2 separate regions of the Mus musculus genome follow, and region 2 is linked to region 1. A link is a contact called in public HiChIP or PLAC-seq data. All regions are on one chromosome and are shown on one strand. The core of a region is the stretch at or near the end of the contact, and the rest is flanking DNA. Distances in the headings are between cores, read along the strand shown. Region 1 has its middle 16 kb from the start of Gm28867. Region 2 holds the start of Clasp1 (CLIP associating protein 1).

The links. HiChIP or PLAC-seq counts read pairs in DNA pulled down with a chosen protein or histone mark.
Region 2: a contact with region 1 is called in an H3K4me3 HiChIP or PLAC-seq map of embryonic limb bud, with 2.2 times the contacts expected there. The contact joins the promoter of Clasp1 here to the enhancer-like site in region 1. A contact is called at or near these places in 1 of 15 datasets of contacts at CTCF or cohesin (the NIH/3T3 cell line), 23 of 484 Hi-C or Micro-C datasets (3T3-L1-derived adipocytes, the AML12 cell line, the G1E-ER4 cell line and 13 more), 9 of 115 datasets of contacts at active chromatin or transcription factors (the SCID.adh cell line, bone marrow-derived dendritic cells, bone marrow-derived macrophages and 4 more) and 4 of 9 other capture datasets (adipose tissue, embryonic stem cells, liver and 1 more).

The regions. Positions count from the first base shown.
Region 1 is chr1:118,340,152-118,346,220 of GRCm38.p6, reverse strand. No RefSeq gene overlaps it. Among named protein-coding and RNA genes, the nearest start is that of Gm28867, 16 kb to the left of the region's middle. Within about 2 kb of position 2,315, at least 18 of the 459 cell types and tissues checked have an H3K27ac peak or open chromatin away from gene starts, as enhancers often do. A contact at or near this core is called in embryonic limb bud, where this site is marked.
Region 2 is chr1:118,386,630-118,392,698 of GRCm38.p6, reverse strand. Clasp1 (CLIP associating protein 1) reads right to left here and starts at 3,641. Exons shown (of 43, transcript NM_001359328.1): 1 at 3,178-3,641.

The sequences.
Region 1 (6,069 bases), core at 1,066-3,565:
TGATCCATCTTCCTTACCTTCCAAGAGATAGGATTGCAGGTGTGCACTACTATTAGGGTCTGGGAATCACTGAACAAACCACTCAGACACTGGTCTCAAACAGGGCTGTTTTTTTAAACACCCCCCTTCCCCTATCCGCAAGACTGATAGATCAGGGATGCAGGACAGACTTGGGAGCTGAACTTCCACCCTTAGTCAGAATCCTACAGAGCTTTTAAGCCTGAAATCTACAAACCAGTTCCACCAATCAATCAGGATTGAGGGACAGGGGATTTCCTTAGAATGATGTCTTTTCTGTACACTTACCCTGTTCCCATTGGTTGGGGTATTCAGCTTCCTTGCCTAACATTCATGTCTTAACTTGCCAATCAGTACTTCAGTTACCCATGTACATGACCTTTGTGTCAAGTAGGATGTCAATTCCCTGGGAGGTCTTGGAAATGTAAACTTTATTCAACCCTGTACTGGTTGGTTTTGTGTGTCAACTTGACACAGGAGCTTCACTGAGAAAGGAACTTCAGTTGGGGAAGTGCCTCCATGAGATCCAGCTGTGGGGCATTTTCTCAGTTAGTGATCAAGGGGGAGGGCCCCTTGTGGGTGATGCCATCCCTAGGCTGGTAGTCTTGGGTTTTATAAGAAAGCAAGCTGAGCAAGCCAGGGGAAGCAAGCCAGTAAAGAACATCCCTCCACGGCTTCTGCATCAGCTCCTGCTTCCTCACCTGCTTGAGTTCCAGTCCTGACTTCCTTTGTTGATGAACAGCAGTGTGGAAGTGTAAGCTGAATAAACCCTTTCCTCCCCATCTTGCATCTTGGTCGTGATGTCTGTGCAGGAATAGAAACCCTGACTAAGAAAAACCCCCGACTCAAAATGGAAGTCTTACTCCAAATGTCTTCTTATATTGGTGCAGGTGTCTTATGTTGGAATCCATCCCAGGGTTAAAAGCAAAGACTCCATTTCACCCACATGGTCCCATAAATTCCATTTTTTCTCCCTCTCCAACTGGGCCACTATGAAAGCATGGGGACAGAAAAAGGTAACAAAAGCCCAATTCTGCATTCCTGACAGCTGTCACAACCCCTTTCACCTGGAGTCACGAGCCACTCAGGCCCCTGCCCTTCGATGACCATAACTGGGCTTAAGGCCAGTGTATGGCTGACAGATCATTTTCCTTTGCCTACCATCTGATATGTTTTGTAGAACCAAGGATAGATTTGGTAAGTGGGAGGGGGTACCTAGCGGGCCCATCCTGAGGCATTCCTCCTCCCAGGTACCACCCATAAGACAGGGCTAGTATAGAATAGAGTTTATTTGGGGGCATGAGAAGGGAGGTTGAGAAGGGAGTCGAGGCAGAGAAAGAGGGGAGAAAGAGAGAAAGAGAAGAGGCAAGACAGGAACACGTGGTGGGGAGAGGAAGAAAGGGGTGAGAGAGAGAGTGAAGAGAGAGAAAAGGGGCAGAGAGAGAAGAGAGGCCAAGCAGCCCCTTTTATAGCAAGCTAGGCTTACCTGGCAGTTGCTAGGTAACTGTTGGGCGGAACCTAGAAGGAAGGCTAACACCACCCATAAAAAAAAAACCAGCCTTTGGGTCTTGCCTTGCACTTTTTCTGGTCTAGTCCCCTGAGGCTAGTGAATTCACCTGGCAGTCCATTCCCAATGAACTTGCCTTTTTTTTTTTTTTTAACTTTTAATTTGACTTGAATTGTCTTATTTCATCAGCAGTGCACATGTGTACATGTGCAGGTGTGTATGTGTGCCCATGCATGTGCATGCATGTGGAGACCAAAAATTGGCCATATGTATCTTCTTTGATGCCTCTCTACCTTTTATATTGAGGCCGGACCTCTCACTTGAACCCAGAGCTTACCTGGTCTAAACTAGCCACTTTGCTCCCACCCTCCTTTGTCTGCCTCCTGCTGCTGGGATTCCAGATGGATTACCACACCAGTCCAGCATTTATGTGCACATAGAGATCTGCTCCTCGTGATTGCACAGCAAATGCTTTACTGGGCTAAGCCATCTCCCCTGACCTGTTTGTTTTGTTGATGGAGCAGTCCATCCTGGCCTGCACAACCACCATCATCTGAAAGCAAGGCTTTTGGAAGAGAAAAGAAAGAGGGACATTGCCACTGGGGTCATGGTGTTTGCTTAAAAATCCGGTCAGGTAAATAAGTGATTGTTTTAACATCAGAGAAAGCCCTTGCCTCCTGACCCTGCAGCAACTGCTTGGAGCAATTAATTGAAATCCTATACCCAGTGCACCCAGGTGGATCCAAAGGACCAGTGTCCCTGCAGCTTGGTGGGAATTCCTCACCAACACATACCTGCTTAGTGATTTGTTGGTCTTCCCCACCCCCCACCCCGACGTCTAGGCAGCAGTGTGGAATGTTCTACCAGACCAGGGGCTGAATTATGCAAGATGTGTTTATAATTCACAAGGGAGGAAAATCCTCCCCCTGGTGGCAGTGGTATGCTGGCCATGTGGTTTACTAACAAAGGAGGTGCCGGCAACCCCCTACTCCAACTCTACCCCTTCCCCCTCCCCCACCCCAACTTCAGAAAGTGCTTGCTTTCCTCCTGGAAGCTGTTTAAAGGCTGTAACTCCTACCAGACAGAAGGCTTAGAGTGTGTTTCCCACTTCCCGTTAGGTTGACTTTCAGAATGTTCTAGAGTCCCCTGCTGCCTTTGTACCCATTGTTCTTGAGTTCATCTATGACAGTTTAATTTTCAATACTGTGTGTTAGGTTGGACTTTACATTCTTAAGCCTACAGTTGTTGCAGATCTACTGGTTGAAAACCTTGTGTTGTGGAGCTGGGGGTTCATTCAGTAAGAGCTGTGTGTTAGGATTTAGACCCCAGGTGTCTGAGGTGCATATTTTACAAACCAAAGCAGACCTGACCTTCAAGTTCTCCCAGCATCACTCAGTCCCTACAAGTTACAGGGTATAGACGGCCTACCCAGCTGGCACTCTATGCTAAACCTTACAGCCCAGGGGTTGGGGTTTCCCTCCCCCCCAAAACTCTTCCCTATATAACCAAGACATTTTGATCTCTCTTCTCTCTCTTCCTCTCTGTATTCTCCCTCTCCCTGCATACACACACTCTTTTCCTCTTTCTCTTACCCCTCTGCTTTGTCTCCCTTGCCATGGTGACACTACTATTCTCAGTTCTTGGGACCAATGATCCTGCCTGAGAACAGCTTCCCAATGGACCTGCCTTTATAGACTTTGTTTTGGCTTGTTAGTTGGTGGAGAATGACTTATCGCCTAGTAATATGTAAAAAGCTAGGCATGGCTATAACCTATAACTTCGTATAACTCCAGCGAAGTGGGGGTGGGAGTAGAGACATGGGGCCTGCTGGCTGCCAGCCTAGCTGGAAAAACATGAATTCCAGGTTCAGTAAGAAATAGTCACAAGTGAGACAGGTAGGTAGAGAATGATAAAGGACATCCTCCCCCCAGGTGCACACACACACACACACACACACACACACACACACACACACAGATGGAAAGTGGTTGAGGAAGACCTCTGACAGATCTCAGCCTCCCACACATTGCTCACCCCACCCCATCCCCAGTAAAATCTGTGACCTCTGACAGGTCTGAGGGAAACTCTAATTCCATATACTTCAAAGACAGCCCAAACCTTCAGAACCGTGCTCAGCCTTGACCATAGAGGGTTTCTGGTGGCTAGAGAAAAGCCAGTACTCCTTGGGAACTTGTGAAGCTCAGGTCCCCTTTACCAAAAGGAGTCATTTCCCTTATCTCTGTCATGGACAAATGGCGACCCGTGGTGCTTATCAGCGTATCAAAGCGCATGCTGCTATCACAAGTACCTGCTACTCACTTCAATGTCCTTGCCAGCGTCCTAGCCCACCTTACCTCCTGCTCACCCTAAACTCACTCCAGCTCTTGAGCTTCGTTCCCCACAGCTATAAATTCTCCTTATCATCCTGCTGTTCCAGCCAAGTCCTCTCTCTATGCCCTGCTTCTCTCTCTCTCTCTGTTTTCTCCCCTGCTATTTTCCCCTCTCACAGTCAGTCCTGGCCAGTCAGCTCCAGTCCACTGGCCATGTTCAGTCTACTTTCTCCGCTCTTTTTTCTCCATGCCAGATGCCTCTAGCCGTTCTCTCCCTGTTACATACCTCCAAAGAAACTTTCCCCTGAGCCATACTATAGAGTGGTCATGTTATCAGTTTATACAACTCTTTTTTCCCCCAAGAGAGGGTTTCGCTATAGCCCCTCATGCTGAAACTCTTTTTGCAGACCAGGCTGGACTTGAACTCAAGAGATCCACCTGCCTGTGCCTCCCAAGTGCTGGGATTAAATATATATGCCACCATGGTCCAGCAACCGTTTATACAACTTTTTTTTTTCTTTTTAAGATTTATTATTATGGGTTGGTGAGATGGCTCAGTGGGTAAGAGCACCCCACTGCTCTTCCGAAGGTCTGGAGTTCAAATCCCAGCAACCATATGGTGGCTCACAACCATCCGTAACAAGATCTGACTCCCTCTTCTGGAGTGTCTGAAGACAGCTACAGTGTACTTACATATAATAAATAAATAAATCTTTAAAAAAAGATTTATTATTATATGTAAGTATACTGTAGCTGTCTTTAGACACACCAGAGGAGGGCGTCAGATCTCATTATGGATGGTTGTGAGCCACCAAGTGGTTGCTGGGATTTGAACTCAGAACCTTCAGAAGAGCAGTGCTCTTACCCACTGAGCCATCTCTCCAGCCCCCTATACACCTTCTAATAGGACATTTTTTGGTTGCCTGTGACAGCAATTAAGTTGAAAGTAGTTTCAAGGGGGTGGAAGAACATAACCAAAAAGTCAAGGGAATAGCAGGACCAAGAGACTCCAGGGTGTCAGGCTTTTTCCATCTCTTGGCTCAGATTTCTTTGGCGTTTATAGTTCCCTGTGGTGATGAAAAAGAACCAAGCAGCTTTGGAAGGTGTTCCAAGTGTTCAGAGAAGCTGGTGAAGTGGTCCTATTCAGTGTATTAATAAGAATCTGTGTGTGTGTGTGTGTGTTGAGAGAGAGAGAGAGAGAGAGAGAGAGAGAGAGAGAGAGAGAGAGAGAGAGAGAGAGAGAAGAGAGAGAGAGAAAGAGAAACTGGTTTGCTTATATGGTCCTAGGCCAGGTGTGGTGTTGCACATCTGTACATCTGTAATGTCAGGACTCAGGAGGCCAAAAAAGGAGACCAGCGGTCTAAGGACATCTTTGTCTACACAGTGAGTTGGAGGCCAGTCTGGGTTACACAAGACTAGGTCTCAAATAAAAACAAAGACAAACAAAACCCAGCATGTGTCACAAAGCACCGTTGTCACTTGGGAAGAAGAGGCATTTGGATGTCTGTGAGTTCCAGGTCTACATAGTTTCTAGTCATCCGGGCTGTCTAGTAAGACTCTGTTTCAAAAACTAAACTAAACTAAACCAAACCAAACCAAACCAAACCAAACCAAACCAAACCAAACCAAACCAGACAGGAGGAGGCACTGGGGAAGAGGAGGGAGGCTCCCAGGCTTAATTTGTTGACTCTTCCTTGAACCACATTTCTGATGTCTGTCCTAGGGCTTCCTCATGGGTGCTACCAGCTGAATGGCATCTCCAGCCCCTATGTCCCTTCCTTCCTTTCTTCCTTTCTTTCTTCCTTCCTTCCTTCCTTCCTTCCTTCCTTCCTTCCTTCCTTCCTTCCTTCCTTCCTTCCTTCCTTCCTTCCTTCCTTCCTTCCCTCCCTCTTTCTTTCTTTCTTTCTTTCTTTCTTTCTTTCTTTCTTTCTTTCTTTCTTTCTTTCTTTCTTTCTTTCTTTTCTCTCTCTCTCTCTCTCTCTCCCCCCCTTCCTTCCTTCCTTCCTTCCTTCCTTCCTTCCTTCCTTCCTTCCTTCCTTCTTTCCTTTTTTTTTTTTTTTTTTTTGAGACAGGGTTTCTGTTTTGCCCTGGCTGTCCTGTAACTCACTCTGTAGACCAGGCTGGCCTCAAACTCAGAAATCCGCCTGCCTCTGCCTCCCGAGTGCTGGGATTAAAGGCATGCGCCATCACTGCCTGGCCCTATGTCCATTTCTT
Region 2 (6,069 bases), core at 2,392-4,891, 45 kb before region 1:
CAAAATCCAAAAGGAAACACTCAAATGATGACCCTAGTATCCTCTGACCAATCAGTCCTCACCATCCATGTAAACTATTTTAAGGATCTGAATCTTATTGTGTGTGTGTGTGTGTGTGTGTGTGTGTGTGTCTATGTATATAAAACATTGTCTGTGATATACTTCAGAGACAGCTCAGTGAGTAAAGGCAAGTCATGCTGCCAAGCCTGAGGACCTGTGGGACCCACACAGAAGAGGGAACCTGTCCTTCCATGTGTCCTCTGACCAACTGCCACATGTCTGCTATGTACGGCACATGTACACCACACACAGAGATGCATATATAAGCAAATAAATGTAAAAAAAAAATTTAAACTTAAAGACTGGGATGTAGCTCATTGACAAAGAACCTATCCAGTACACACAAGACCCCGGGGTCAATTCCTAGCACTGTAAATAAGTAAACAATTAATTAAAGCTTTAAAGATTTAAGACAGCTACTGCTCTGGTTTGCCTTTTGTTGTGACAAATACCATGACCAAAAGCAACTTACAGGGGGGAGGGTAATACTTGGCTTACACTTCCAGGTCACAATCCATTATTGAAGTCAAGGCAAGAGCAAAAGCAGGAACTCCCAGCAGAATCCAAGACAACTGCTGCTTACCGGCTTGCTCTCTGACTCACTCAGCTAGCTTTCTCTTCTTTCTTTATATATATATTCGAAACTTTATTTTAAAAAATAGACCTCACTGTTTTAAAGTTTGAAAAGGCTCTTTGTAAAATCATATCACCCCCCCAAAAAAAGTAATAAACATATACAGAAGTGCAAACTCATTTTAAAACATTGAAATAGTAAAAGCTATATCCATAGGCATTCATTCATCCAACTTTTAAGGGTGGTGCAGTTGATATCAAGGCTGCCTTAATCACCCAAATTTACAACCTCATTTCTCCACTTAGACCAGAAAAAAAAAAAACAGTCCAACAAAGGAACAAGTGTTCCCAACCAACATCAGAGTTAGATCCCCAAAGTCTACACTTGAGATGATGCTGGATCTCCTCTCATCCACTATTTCCCCCACATGAACTTCTACCATCCTCTACTTTCATGGGGAAGTGAAGGGGTGAATCTAGATATTCTTCACACAGAGCATGATATTGGGACATATAACCTCTGACATTTAAAATCACTGGTTCACATGGGATTGAACTTTCAGTGATAAGAGTTTCATGGGAGAAAATGTGTCCCGAATCCGTAAGAGGTAAGAGAGTAATTAAATTCAAAGAAGTCAGGCAGGAAATCTGCTCACAGAGCAGCCTGTCCCTAGCTACAACTCATAAAGCAGGGATAGCATCTTGCCAGGTAAGATGTTCCTCTAATTTTGACATGGAGCCAGAATTCAGAAGCCTACAAACAAATTTTCATTAGCATAAGTTGGCACACAAAACACAAGGAGTCCTCATAGCAAGACAGAGAGTTTCAAGGCTTCAGATAAAAAAAAAAAAAAAAAAAAAAAGCAGAAGAAAACAGAAAACAGACTGCCTCAGCTAGCTTTCTTATACAGGCAGGACTGCCTAGGGAGAGTACTGCCCACAGTGGGCTGAGCACTTCCACCTCAACCGCCAAGAAAGACAAGCTTTTACAGACATGGCCACGGGCCAATCTAATCTGGGAAATTCCCAGGTCACAGCTCCCTCTTCTCAGGTTGAAAGGAGGTTGTATCACATTGACAATAAAAACTAACACAGTTACATGTTGCCCATAATAAACAGTGACTTACAGAAACTGAAATTTTGAGTTTTACTGCTACAAGGGTGCAATTAGTCAACTTTACAAAGATGAATGAACAAACAGCTCATTAAAATTTAAGTCTTTCTTAGCAAGTAAAAAAGATAAACAATACTCAGTTCTCTGGGGCGCTGTGTTATTTTCCCTATCTCTACGTCGCTGCATCAATGTTGCCATTCTCGCTCCTACTCCATGAATAAGAAACCGGACCATTCGGTTTAGGATCCCTCATAACAAGAGTTCTATATATGTCATGAATAACAATAAAATTATCATCTCTAAGGCCAGAATTGATACTAGCCTGTGGCACCTGAATCTGGTACAAGGTAGATGCAAAGGCATCGCTCCTGACCCTTCCACATCACTATCTCCCAAAGGACTGGAGCGTCCAAAGCGCTCATTGCCACATCACAAATTAAAGTATCAGGTTTAAAGAACTCACAGGTTCCACCATTAGGTCAGTGTTTCATGAACGGATCCCGGCACAGAAATCCATCCGGATGCGACACACATGCTTTAAGGCTCCAACTAATTGTTCTTTTAATTTAAGAAATAAACACAGTTATTTTTAAAATCTAGATATATTATGTAATGAGATTGACTTTGGAAAACCCCACACTCATCCAAGCAACTCATAAAATGGAAAGCAAGATTCAATCCGCTCCATTGTATCCAACCAGACCAACGTGCAAGATCACACACTCATCTTCGTCAGAGCGGCTCTGCCAATACCGAAGAACAACAAAGGCAAGTTGGAGAGGCTGCACAGGCTTAACTCAGCGCTTGTCCGCTCTTCCCTGCTTCGCAAAGATCCTATATGAGGGGCCCTCCTGGGACAAGGGGACCTTCCGCACCCCGCTGGGCCCCGGCTGCTCCGCTTTTGTCTGGCCCAGGCTGGGGGCACCGGCCGCCCGGCCTGCCTCCCCGACAACCCCTTCTTCCCTCTGAATCTTTCTCCACACCCATCACTCGCCGATGATTAGTTGTAGTGAGGTTTTCTCTCCTGGAGCCCCTTCCCGCTCAGTGTAATCTCGGTTCCTTTCAAAGAGATCCCGGGGCTGCTTTGGCGTCTCCCAAGCCGGCCAGGGGAGACTCCGGGTCAGGAAGGGGCCCCGGGGTGGGGTCTGAAAGAGACAGTCACACAAAGCCAGGCTTGACCCCACAGTCGCCCCACCTCCCCTCTGCAAAGCAGCCTACAATCAGAACTGAAGCCGGAGGCCGCGCGTCCTGGGTCCTCACCCAGATCCCATCCCAGGGCCGCCCCCTCCCCCAAAAGTGCACCCCAGAGCGGCTGACAGCACTGGACACCGTCCCCACCCGGACCCTGCGCCCGCCGCCGCTCGGAAAAGAAGCAGGGCCCTCCAGTGGACTCCATTCTGAGCATTCTTCGTCTTAAACCCGGTACTTACAGTTCTATTATTCACTACTGTTGCGGCTGCGGACCGGACAGCCACCGCCTTCTCCTCCACCCCAATGAGGTTAAGCGCTTGGTGCGGGGATTAAAAAAAAAAAAAAAAAAAATGAAAAACCAAAATGCGCCTGCGCAGAGAGGTCTCCCTGTGTCCTCTTACCGCCACCGGCCGGGCTGAACCATAGAGACTGTAATCTCAGCCCAGAGAGGTGGCTTCCTCTCTATGGTAACGCCCAGCGCTGGGGCCCGCATGAAGTTTCAGGTCCCGCCGCCTTTGCCTTTGACCCGAATGGCGACCCGTAGCATAAAGGTGCTTTAATAAAAAAAGGTGACCAAGGAGAATTTAAGGAATGTTTAGAGCCTTTAAAGGAGAGGAAGCAAAACTCGAGCAAGACTAGGAGAAGGCTGTGCGATAAAAGAGCTAGAGAGGAGTCAGGAGCGCTTCCAGCCGGAACTTCCTTTGATTGTCGAGGTGTTTGATACTTGAATTAAACAATCTTTCACTTCTGGGTTACGGGTGCCCGCTATTTACCGGGCGACTTCAGTGAAAGAAATTGGCCCCCGCGACTTCCCGTAGCTGACAGCGCGTTGGGCTTGTCCTGAATATGCGTACAAGCGCTGCTACCGGAAGCCCAGGTTTTAAACCGTTCTTCGCGCTTTAGCGAGCCAGGGCGCGAGGTGGAGGCTGCTGAGATTGGTGTGAGAGTGTGCCAGTTTCTTTTCTAAGTTCCTTCACAACAACGTCGCCTCGCGTCCCGCGTGGCCTTCAGGTTATATCTGAGGTTTTTGGGCTATGCAGATTGCAGCGCTACTTTCAAGGAGCCTAAGGACGCCCTGTTTTGTCCTTCTACGCCCGTGTGCTACCCAACAGTTTGGATTTGAGAGCTTTTGTGTTGCAGTTGTACACTGGTGAAAATCACTTTTAAAGTGTCGGATTGGCTTCCTCTGTCAAGACTGGGTGTTTATGGGGACTCTTTTGTGCGGGAATGTGTATGTATTGGGAGATGTGTGATAACGCCGTCAGATCTTCCGGACTTGGAAAGGCAAGCCAAAACAATAAAGCCAATCACAGACCTGTGTGGTGCAGAAAAGGTATAGGATTCACATGCAGGACGGGACTCGTGATTGAATATAGAAAAAGTAACATCTTTAAGATGTAAATGCAAGCAAGTTTACTAACCGTGGGTGGAAAACCCTGAAGCGCGTTCTAGAAAGAAATACCGCCGGGTCAAGGGCCGAGCGGAAGTGGGTGGTATGCTGGGAGAACAATGTGTGGAGAGTAGTCAACTGGAAAGGAAAAGAGAAACCCAAGAAAAGTTTGATAAGTTCAATGGGAAGGAATTTGTGCATATTAACAAAAGAAACGTTGTAGCTGGTTTTTATTGTACAGTTCAGTGCACTTACATTGTTAAGTAGCCACTCTTCTGCTTTCTTTTTGTCATACAAAAAATGCACCTGTTAATTTGTAATTCCTCTTTACCTTTAGCTCTGATTACCACCATTCTGCTTTCTATGGATTAAAATACTGAGAGTATTTTGAAAGTGGAGTCATATAGTCTTGGTCTTTTTATTTTTTTTAAGATTTATTTATTCATTATATGTAAGTACACTGTAGCTGTCTCAGACACACCAAAATAGGGCATCAGGTCTCATTATGGATGGTTGTGAGCCACCATGTGGTTGCTAGGAATTGAACTCAGGACCTCTGGAAGAGCAGTCAGTGCTCTTAACCGCTGAACCATCTCTCCAGCCCAGTCTTGGTGTTTTTATAACTGGTTCATTTCACATAGTCTAATAGACTCCAGAGCTGTCAGTGCATGTTGTAGCATGTGTCCAGAGTGCCCTCTTTAAAGCTGAATAATGTGTCAGTACATGCATTCACCACCCTGGCTACTTTCGTCATTTGCTATTCTACACAATGTTGTGAACATGGATATCGGTCTGTCTTTAGGATTCTACTTTTAGGGACACAGGAGATGACTCAAGATGACTGAATAAAGGCACAAGCTGACAAGCCTGGTTACCTGAATTCTGTTCTCCACAATGGAAGGGGAGAACAAGTTATCTGCTCACTTCCACATGGCCATTATGGCCCATAAGCTCAATAAATACTCAACACAAACATAAATAATGAACAAATGAGTGAATGATTTTTTTAAAAGGTCACGTTTAATAGAAAAGTTGGAAACAAAATGAAGATAGCCACACTTGATTCATATTGTTACTCATACCTTTACTAGAGATGGTTACATAGTAAAAAAGAAAAAGAAAAAAAAAAAGAATGTTTGGTATTGTTTGCAAAGCAGTGGAGGAATAGGACCTCACTTGCTAATCAACTGCTCTAAGAGGGAACTAACCTCCCCCTGAACTCCAAGAACTATTTTAAAAAGTGACTCACCCAGAAGTCAGAAAGCTAAATGTACTCTTCATTTATACAGAGCAGTTATGTAGGAACAGACCTATACCAGGTATTGTGCTCAGTGATGAAATTATCAAAGTTCTGTGTTACGTATAGGTTGAGGGGAGGCCCAACAACCGTGCATCCCACAAGTGGTCAGAAAAGTACAGTGCCTTAAGAACTGGCAGCTCACTGCTGAGAACAAGAAGATTGAAAGAAAACACCTGGACACAAAAGAGTGAGGTTTATTCAAGGTGGGGATACTGTGCTGGGCATCAATCAGGGCCTTGTGCATGCTGTGCAAATGCTTATTGCCAGGCTATGAACCACAGACTCAACAAAAGCTAAGTAACAAGGAGGGCCCAAGGCGGGTGATTGATCTCACTGAGAAGAGGAAATGGACTAGACATTGGTGGGGTTGATGGAAGGAGGGAACTGGGTTAAAAGCTTAGAATTAGCAAACTGACACCAAAACGTTCACTGTCATAATGG